Linked DNA regions of Mus musculus: region 2 is linked to region 1. The links are chromatin contacts, called in public Hi-C maps. All regions are on one chromosome and are shown on one strand. Each heading gives the region's core, a stretch centred on a gene start, on an enhancer-like site or on the middle of the called end of the contact. The rest is flanking DNA. Distances are from core to core; before and after follow the strand shown.

What was found. Hi-C and Micro-C count contacts between places; a contact is called where the count stands out from the background.
Region 2: a Hi-C map of cortical neurons shows a contact between it and region 1, with 1.6 times the contacts expected there. The contact joins two enhancer-like sites. A contact is called at or near these places in 3 of 484 Hi-C or Micro-C datasets (cerebral cortex, cortical neurons and nephron progenitors) and 1 of 115 datasets of contacts at active chromatin or transcription factors (VIP interneurons).

Annotation. Positions count from the first base shown.
Region 1 is chr7:49,189,466-49,194,022 of GRCm38.p6, forward strand. It overlaps a transcript of Nav2 not described here. Among named protein-coding and RNA genes, the nearest start is that of 9130015G15Rik, 30 kb to the left of the region's middle. Within about 2 kb of position 1,891, at least 50 of the 459 cell types and tissues checked have an H3K27ac peak or open chromatin away from gene starts, as enhancers often do. A contact at or near this core is called in cortical neurons, where this site is marked.
Region 2 is chr7:49,424,041-49,428,128 of GRCm38.p6, forward strand. All of the region lies in intron 6 of Nav2 (neuron navigator 2), which reads left to right. Among named protein-coding and RNA genes, the nearest start is that of Gm51447, 12 kb to the right of the region's middle. Within about 2 kb of position 2,176, at least 8 of the 459 cell types and tissues checked have an H3K27ac peak or open chromatin away from gene starts, as enhancers often do. A contact at or near this core is called in cortical neurons, where this site is marked.

The sequences.
Region 1 (4,557 bases), core at 641-3,140:
GGAGATAGAAGCCAAGGAGAAAATCTGAATGTAGAATAATTCCATCTGTGCAAAATTCTATAAAAGGGAAATTTAAGCTCTAGGAATGAAAGCTCAGAGAGCCTTTGGGGTAACGGGAACACCTATATCCGGATTGCAGCAGCAGCAGCGACAGAAGCCACACATTTTTAGAAACACTTCCAATGGTGCATTTTATTCTGTGTAAATCAGTGCTTAGTGCAGTTATCCTAAAGAGGGAGATCTGCCTGCTCAGGTCACAAGGGGCCGAAGCATCATTGTCTAAGTCCAAGTCTCGGGGCTCCTGAAATAAACATCTATTCCACTCCATTCTACTGAGCAGGCACATTGTGTGGACCCACTGTAACCCTGGGGAGCTTTTCTGGAAGATGTCCTTCATGGCTATTCTCCAGGGCAGATGGGTTTTCTCGGGGGGGGGGGCAGGCTGTGTGGAGGTAGATTAAGTGGTAGCTAAACTCAGGTATTGTTAGTTTACCAGGCCCCTAAGGGGAAAGAGGTTCGAATGCACATCCCTGGGGTACAGGTGACAAGGATGCCAATACTCCTGGCAAGGCTGTGTGCCATGTTTATAGTGAGCATCTGCTGGAGAGAGTGGCCTTGGACCATTGGGGGTGAGGCTTTTTTTTTCCTAGAATTTAAGAGTGCTTCCCCCACCCTTTACCCTCTGCCTATCAGGCCTTGGTGTCCACATCTACCAAAGAAACATCTTGCATTGGCTTTGAACTTTCATTGTAAAGACGTACTTAGGTAAAGTATGTCAAACGGTGACTGCAACCAAGATGAACGCCCAGGACAAGGATCTTATTGGTAACCTGAGTGATTGAAAAGACCATAGAGGATCCTTCTGGAAACAGAAGCTGGGAAGATGAACCCATCATCTATTTTCATCCTTCCTGGAAGGACAGAGCAGATGGGAGTCCTGGCAGATGCCATCTGTTTCTAAACACCGTTTCTGGCAGGGTGTGTCATGAAACAAAACCAAACATGCCTTTTTCCAATCTCAGAATGATGGAGCTCTACTTGGATAGGTCTTGTGAGGAAGGGTCCTAGGTGCCTGAGTGAAGAGGCAAAGCTGCAGTCTGGGTGGTGAAAGCATCCTGGGACAGAGAAGGATCTTACCCACTAAATCAATGCATGAGCTGAATCTAACATGTTAGCCTATTAAGAGAAGCCAATTGCCAGATATACTGTCTGTGTGCCCTTCTGCTCCCCCCAGCTAATGGAAGCCTTCCTTCAGCATCTTCAACAGGCTCTGGAGTGCTGCCAGAGGGCTTGGAGGGATCTTTGGCCCAATCACAGGCCCCTTGCAGAATTAATTTCTCCTTTCTTACTTTGTTTCATTTCCCCTCATCTTCCAAAGCAATGCATGTGCAAAACAATCACTAGCAGAGACCTGTATGTAACCAAAAGGGGGAAGCAGAGTTTCAGCACCTACCCCCACCAAGTGACTGCTCTGGGCTGCTTTCCTTGCCCAGTCCCACCCCCCCCCCCCGCCCCCTACCCCCAGTGCCCGTTGCTGTTTGTAGTCCTGCTCTTACATCCATGTGTGTCTGTGTTCATGTACAGCCATAGAACTTCCCAGCACAAAGAGAGCCGGACTGTAGCCAGCATTCTCCTTTTCACCAGGTGCCTTCCATGGCAGCACATGGAAATTCACTCCTCTCTCCCTCCAGGCTGCGACATGCTGGGTAATCTGCACAGGCTACAATTTGCTCAGCCATTGAGCATTTGGGGTGTTGCTGTCTCTCTTCAGTCTACAGAACATTGCTTTTCTGTTTGTGAAAGCTTCCAGGGAAGGCTGAGGGCTATCCAGCAGCAAGCTCCAGCCCTTCACAGCCTCTCAGGCACCATCCTTCCTCCACCCCACCGCCACTCTTAGCGACTCCCCTCTCAGCTCAGCCTCTCCTGCCCTTGTCCTTAATAGCATGTGACACTTGGCACAAGAGCTACCAAGCTGAGGAGGAGCTTAGTTCTATCCTTGATGCCTTTCTCTAAGTGCTCTTGTTAATGTTTCGTGATGGATGGCGGAGAAACCTGGGAAATGTACCAGCCTGGATTCTTAAAGTATCTGCGTGCACTGACTTAACGTATTCATTTATTCAGTGTGACAGCAGAGAGAGGAGTGCTGTGAGTGCAGAAACAAGCTTCAGAGGGGAGTGGGGAATAGAAGGGACAGGACTAGCTTCTATTAAGCCTCTCTTAGAGCCAAGCATCTTACCATTCACTGAGCATCGACCTGCCAGGTTGCTGTGAGTATCTCATTTGCATATGAGAAAATAGACATGAATCTGCAGACGACTATAGACACAGACGGACAGAATTGGTAGCAAAACCTACTCCCTCTATGGCTGTGAATTGGATAACATCAATAGCTAATGGTTATGCCTGTGTCCTGGGAGCCAGGCCCCATCCTGAGCTTCTTGTGGGTTCGAATATACTTGTACTTGTGTGAGGGAGTTGACCACAATGACCCCCATTTTACAGACCAGGAACAGAGGCTCAGAGCTTAAGTCACCCCTTAAGTGTGATAAACCCTTCTCTGGCAGGGCTGGGAGCTGAGTCTGGGGAGGCCGCTCCTGGACAGAGCCATCCCACCACCCCACATTTTGCCTAGAGACAATTCAAGGGTGACTAAAGACAAGGGTCAGCAGCCTTGTGCTCCTTTGGGACCCTGGCAGAGAAGGAAGAGAGCAGCAGCTCTCTTGATGCATCTGATAGAGCTGACAGGGGTCATTTTGAGAGACCTGGCTCAGGGTGGCTTTCCCTGCAGAGACTGGGCAGCGTCAACTCGGACTCTCCACATTGCACTCTTCTCAGCCCACAGCTTCAGGCCAGGTGTCTCTCTAAATAGCAAACAGAAATGACAAAACACAGAACCTTGACAGGGGCTGTCAGGACATCCCAGCCTATGAGGAGATGGAAGACTGCAGGTGGTTTGAGGCCAGAGTTGACAATGGAGATGAGCCATCCCCAGGAACACCTCAGGCTGGCTGGTGTGAGGACCTCTCAGGCACAGCTTTTATCAGTAGAGCAGCTAGCTAATCAAGTGTGAAACCAAGGCTTGTGGCCAGGGTGGCTGGCTGTGCTGAAGAAGCAAAAAGGAGGTCACCTGTGCTGAGAGGAAGGGAAACCATAGAGGTGGTTGTGGCAGAGCCTGGTAGGGCAAACCAGGGCTGCAAGTGCACACATTGGGGGGCTGCAGTGAATACAATCAGATGTGCTAGTGTGTCCTCCCTGGCTGTTGATGCAAAGTAAAGGCTGCTGGTAGAAGGAGGAGGAGTAGAAATAGGACAGTCTGGGGCTCCAGCATAACCCATGAACTCATCTGTAGGAGCACTGCTCCAAGGGAGACATGTCTCCTGGACACGTGTGATGGCTCATGTGACAGCTGCAGGTCTGAGATGTGAGTAGGATGTGTGAGCAGGTAGAGCCAATAGCGTTGTGATTTGGATGAAAGGTATTTGAGAAGGAAGAATCAGGCATACTATCCAATGCCACCGAAAGTGGACAGAAAATGGCAGAGGGGCAGGTCATGAGAAAGAAGGGGGACTCGAGAACTCTCTTGGCTTTGATCTAGTTGCCAGAACTTCTAGAAGTCCAAGTGGGACTATGGGAGAGGAACTTGGCGTGGCAGATGCAGGGGTCCAGCCTGAGGTGCAAGTTGAGAACGGTTGAAGCAGAGCATCTCCAGAGCTCACTGTGGCCTTCTAATAGACCTGGAAAGGCAGAAGAGCAGAATCAAGCGGCCAGAATTCCGTTTCTGTGAGTGCTCTTTGTGGTGAGAGTCTGATTCATTTCCACGTTACACTGCAGAGCAGCTAGAAGTCATTTCACGCATCTGGTTCACAAAAATTAAAGAACAAAACAGCAGCACCAACAAGAACCATCACCAGTGGCCCAGAGAAGGTGGGTGGGTGGGTGTTACAGATCTGAACTCAACTCAGTTTTCAGTGCCCATATCTTCCTCTGTTTATGCCACACCAGCTGGCTGTCTCTAAGGCTGTATGTACCTGGAGACATGCCTCTGTCCACATTGTGTCTCCTTCCTACTGTGCTCTGCTACTTTCTGGAAGTGTTCCATCCCTGAAACCTAATAGAGCTAGGACCATATCCACCAAGGAGGTCAGTGATGGCAGCCAGGGCAGGCCAGATGGGCAGGGCCTCAAGAGAAAGGCCCTACTAACACTCCTCACCTCTCAAGGACACAGTCTCTGCGTTTAAACACATTCAGCCATCAGAAGAGCCATAAAAAGACCAGTATTATCTCAATTTGATAGAGGAATAAAATGAGTTTTCAGACACTTACTTGTTCAAGTGTCAGAGCTGGGAAACAGGAACCAGAATGTCAACAGGCCTCTCCCTGACACAAATGTCCAAACGTCTAACTATTGGCCATGTATGACAACACACCCATACCAGCTGGCCACAATGGAGCTTCCGAGCACGGTATAACCTAGTGAGCCTTCTGACCACAGTAGTCAGACCACACACATACATACACACACATACACACACACACACACACACACACACACACAC
Region 2 (4,088 bases), core at 926-3,425, 230 kb after region 1:
ACTTTTCTGTCTCTCTCACACACACATACACCTAGATTACTGTGAAAGAGAGCTTGTTTCTCAAGGTCTGATGATGGACTATCAGTCGGTCAGCTTTCAAGGTGGCTATGCAAATATAGACCCTGGACTTCATACACTTTGCCCTTTCGATTCTGGCTTCTGAGTTTATATTTGAGATTCCTATAATCCTCAAGCTGTAAAGGTGGAAAACCCTTACTCTTCTTAGCCTTGTGTTCTTAGATGCACGTCACGAGAAACACCATTTTCTAATTGCCCTGTAACTCTCAGCGAGAATTTGATGACTTACTGTTACAGGGGTGACTATAGGTAGTGAGACCCATCCCCCCCCCTGTTCCATACCCCCCAAGTCAAGCCCAGCATGCAGCAGGAGCTCAAAAATGGGGAGCCATGAAAATTTTATATCCATTTTATCACAGCTATATTTAAATTTATTCTCAGAGCCAGCACTTGATAACTGGGTTCACTGACAGCCAGGGACTTCAAAGCCAACTTTGGTTTTGTGTTTTTTTACCTTGCCAGTCTTCAAGTCATTGTTGTATTTTATTTTAAAATGTTCTCATTCTTTCTTGTGCCAGCTGAGCTCATAGAAAACAAGGAGCTGGGGTTTGACCCCTTACTTGGGCTGCAGGTACGCAAGGTGGTGTCTATGGTAGCAGAAGGCCAGGAGTGCTTTGAGGGTTTCAGCTTTCCCTAGTCAGTTCTTTGTGCTCGTGGCTCTTAAAGAGTTTGGAGTCTCTTTCTGCCCAGGAGAGCAGACACCAGGGAGAACTATGAAAGCCTCACACTCCAGCTTTTGTCCTTAACACTAGGATTAAACAAAAGCCAACCATCAAGGGGAACAAAATTATGTCTGGTGTGTTTTCTCTGGCTGTCTTTGGGGGCCATTTTCTTATCTGCTGCAGAATTCGGGAAAGCCCTGGGGAGAGGGGGCAGGAAAGCCCTTGGGTGTGTGTAAGGCTATGAATGGTGGCGCTTGGGCTCACCCTTTCTCATGGAAACAAGACGGTTGTGTGGCCAGGTTTGCCTTTTCTGCAATATGGACGTGCTACCAAATCAGCACACCAGCTTACGGTTTCGCTGAACGCTGTCCTTGCTTTGGGGAGCAGGAAGAATGAGAAGGAGGAAAGGAAACTGAGTCGGATGAGAAGACAAAATGCGAATTTGGTTTAGTCTGTGTTGGGGTGTGAGATGAGTGCCTGTTGTGCGTGTGATCTGCAGGTCATCAGTCCAGTGCTTCTCCTGCCCCTGTTTGTCAGGCAGAGAGCATCCCATGTACATGAGTTCTATTTCATTTTAAGCTTCATTAGCAGGGGAATACACTTAGGCATCTGGGTGCTCTCTTAGTCAGGGTTACCGCAGTTTGATCTGCAAGGCTAGGTTCATTCCATTTTAATATTCTTTAAAAACATTTTTTTCCTCCTAACTTGTGTATTTGACAGTATTCATCTACATTTAAAGATAAATTTATTTTGGAGTAAATGAAATGAACTCCTCTGTGGACATGGAAGGCCTGTCTTCACGTTGCAAGAGGGGAGAGGGGCAACTGAGCTGTGAACCTCTAGTCCAGCCACAGCTGGTACTTGGTGATGGGCATCTCATGAAGGCACTTGAGCCCTTCTCTGCAGAAGACAGACTCTCTAGGGCTGAAACCAACCTATCAGATAAGATGTTCTTTAGAACACCAGCCTGGTGTGGGAGGGATACAGCCTCTAGATGCAGTACGTGAAGGGTCGCAGCAAGAATATCCGTTTTAAGGTATTGGCGAAGGTAGCCTCAATTGTTGGTAAGCCTGTCTGTGACTGTTGTGCCTGTGTGAGTGGCCATGCTGAAGGATGTTGTGCACCGGGATCCCGAGGAGCTCCTGCTGGGTTTCAGCAGTGCCTATGCCTGTTTCTGTAGCTTAGAGGCTCTTTGAGCTTTGCGGATGATAACGCAGGCTCAAGCATCAGCGTCCGTAGCCTGCCTAATTCTTTGTAAGGTGATGCAGGTCCCTCTGTGTCCTGAGCCTGTTGCCTTGACTGTGATGGGAGAATCATAGTATTTTCCAGAAATGACAACTGGGTTGCAAGGCCCTCAGCCTATAGAGACTCAGCTTGGGAAAAGCGAGGCTTTGAGAGAGAGAGAAGAAAGAAAACAAAACAAAACAAAATTCACACAACCATCTTGCTTCAGTAGCCCACGACAGTGAGCCTCTGCTGCCCTCTGCTGTCTAAGTCTTGTGCTACATCTCATCTCTGTCTAGCATTCTTTTTTCTTAATTTAACTTTAAAAAAAATTTTTTTTTTGTCTTATAAATATGGGTATTTTTGCCTATGTGTATATCTGTGTGCAGATTGCGTCCCTCGATGCTGGCACAGGCCAGAACAGGGTATCAGAGCCCTTGGAACTAAATTACAGATGGTTGTGAAATGCCTTGTGGTGCTGAGAATCAAAACTGGGTCCTCTGGAAGAGCATTCAATGCTCTTAACCATTGAACTAAGGTACCCTGTTAGAAGTGTAAAGATGCTTCGATTGTCTAGATGTTCCCGTCCAGGCATAGGTTCCCTGCTTTCTTTCCTCCACTTGGGAGGGTGACTGTAGACCCAAGAACGGCTAAGTATGTTCAGTAAGGTCCTGGTGGCCTGGAGGAAAAATTCTGTCTGTAGTAACAAGGAACTGACTGAGGGCCTGAGCTAAGCCCCTCCTCCTCTCAGCTGTCACTCACCCCCCTCCCCCAGGTGAGTAGCTAGGTGAGCTGCTGAACTAAGCCCCTCCTCCTCTTAGCTGTCACTCACTCCCCCTGAGGTGGGCATTGAGCCGTGGGATTCAAGGAGAAGGATGAATCCTAAGGAAAGAGATCTTTGCTAGCAGGAGTGGATTTTTTACTAACTGGAAAGGTTTGCTAGATTTTATTTGTTTTTCGCGGGTGACTAATTTCAAATGAGACAAAGCAGTATGGTTAACAGCCCCACTCTTGATCATACACCCTTCATGTTCCGGGACATGTCTAAGGTCATTTGTGCAAAGTCTCTTCTGTATTAAGCATCAGAATAGTCACTGATAGTCTAGAGTGTAGAGAGAGGTGCCAGGCCTTGCCCTAGTGGGACTTACAGTCTGGTGAGAGAGACAAGTAAAAAATCAACCAATAGAGTCGGTACTTACTCCTCTGCAGAAACTTAGATGCCACACATAGATGTATGCTTCTGGGCTGGGGGGCCTCAAAGGTGAGACCCACAAAATTTGCAGGGTCTCCTTTATTGTGTTTACCCATTTGCTCACACAATAGTTGGGATGTTTTAGAACATGGGCATTGAAAAGAACAAACACACACACACACAAGTTAATAAAACAGAGAAACAACTCTTGGATCCCCATTAAAAAATAAATATAAAGGGCTTTTGTTTCTGTTTTCTCCCAGCTGGATGGATAAATCTTTTGGGAGGGGAGGTCTCTGGCCCCCAGAGGTGTTCAGGCAGTCAGATCAGCCCTGTTCTGGCTGCCACATGTTAGGTTTCAGCAGACAGCCTTGGTGATGTTTGTAAACCTCTGAACTGATTTTCTCAGATAAAGGAGGGAGACTGTGATTTATGCAGGTTCTGGAAGTGCTTCTGTGATTTGGATAAAGTTACTGGTAAACCCCATAATATGTGACCTTTCCTTAAGCCCCACCTCCTGTAAAGGCATCCATCCATCCATCCATCCATCCATCCATCCATCCCAAATGTACTCTATCCTCAGCGGCGTTACTTACACTCTAGAACTCGGTTCTGTTTCAAGGAAGGAAGGACAGTTGGGAGGGAAGAAAAGCGTGCAAAGGTACCCTCGGTGACATTTGCATTGACTCTCCCCACTCCCCCTCCCCGTGTACTTGGGATGATGTCTCTCACAAGTTCAGCTAAGTTGTGAACTGGTTAAGTCTTGCTCTGCAGTCCTCCTTATGGCCGCAGAGTACTCAAAGGCCTGTTTCGCATGCTTCCTGTAGGGGGCACCACTCATCAAGCAAAACCCAGCCTGCTGTGAGAGCAAGTCATTTTAGGCCTTATATCGAAGAAACCTGTCTCTGCTTTGAAGGTTTCTAGCCCTGGTG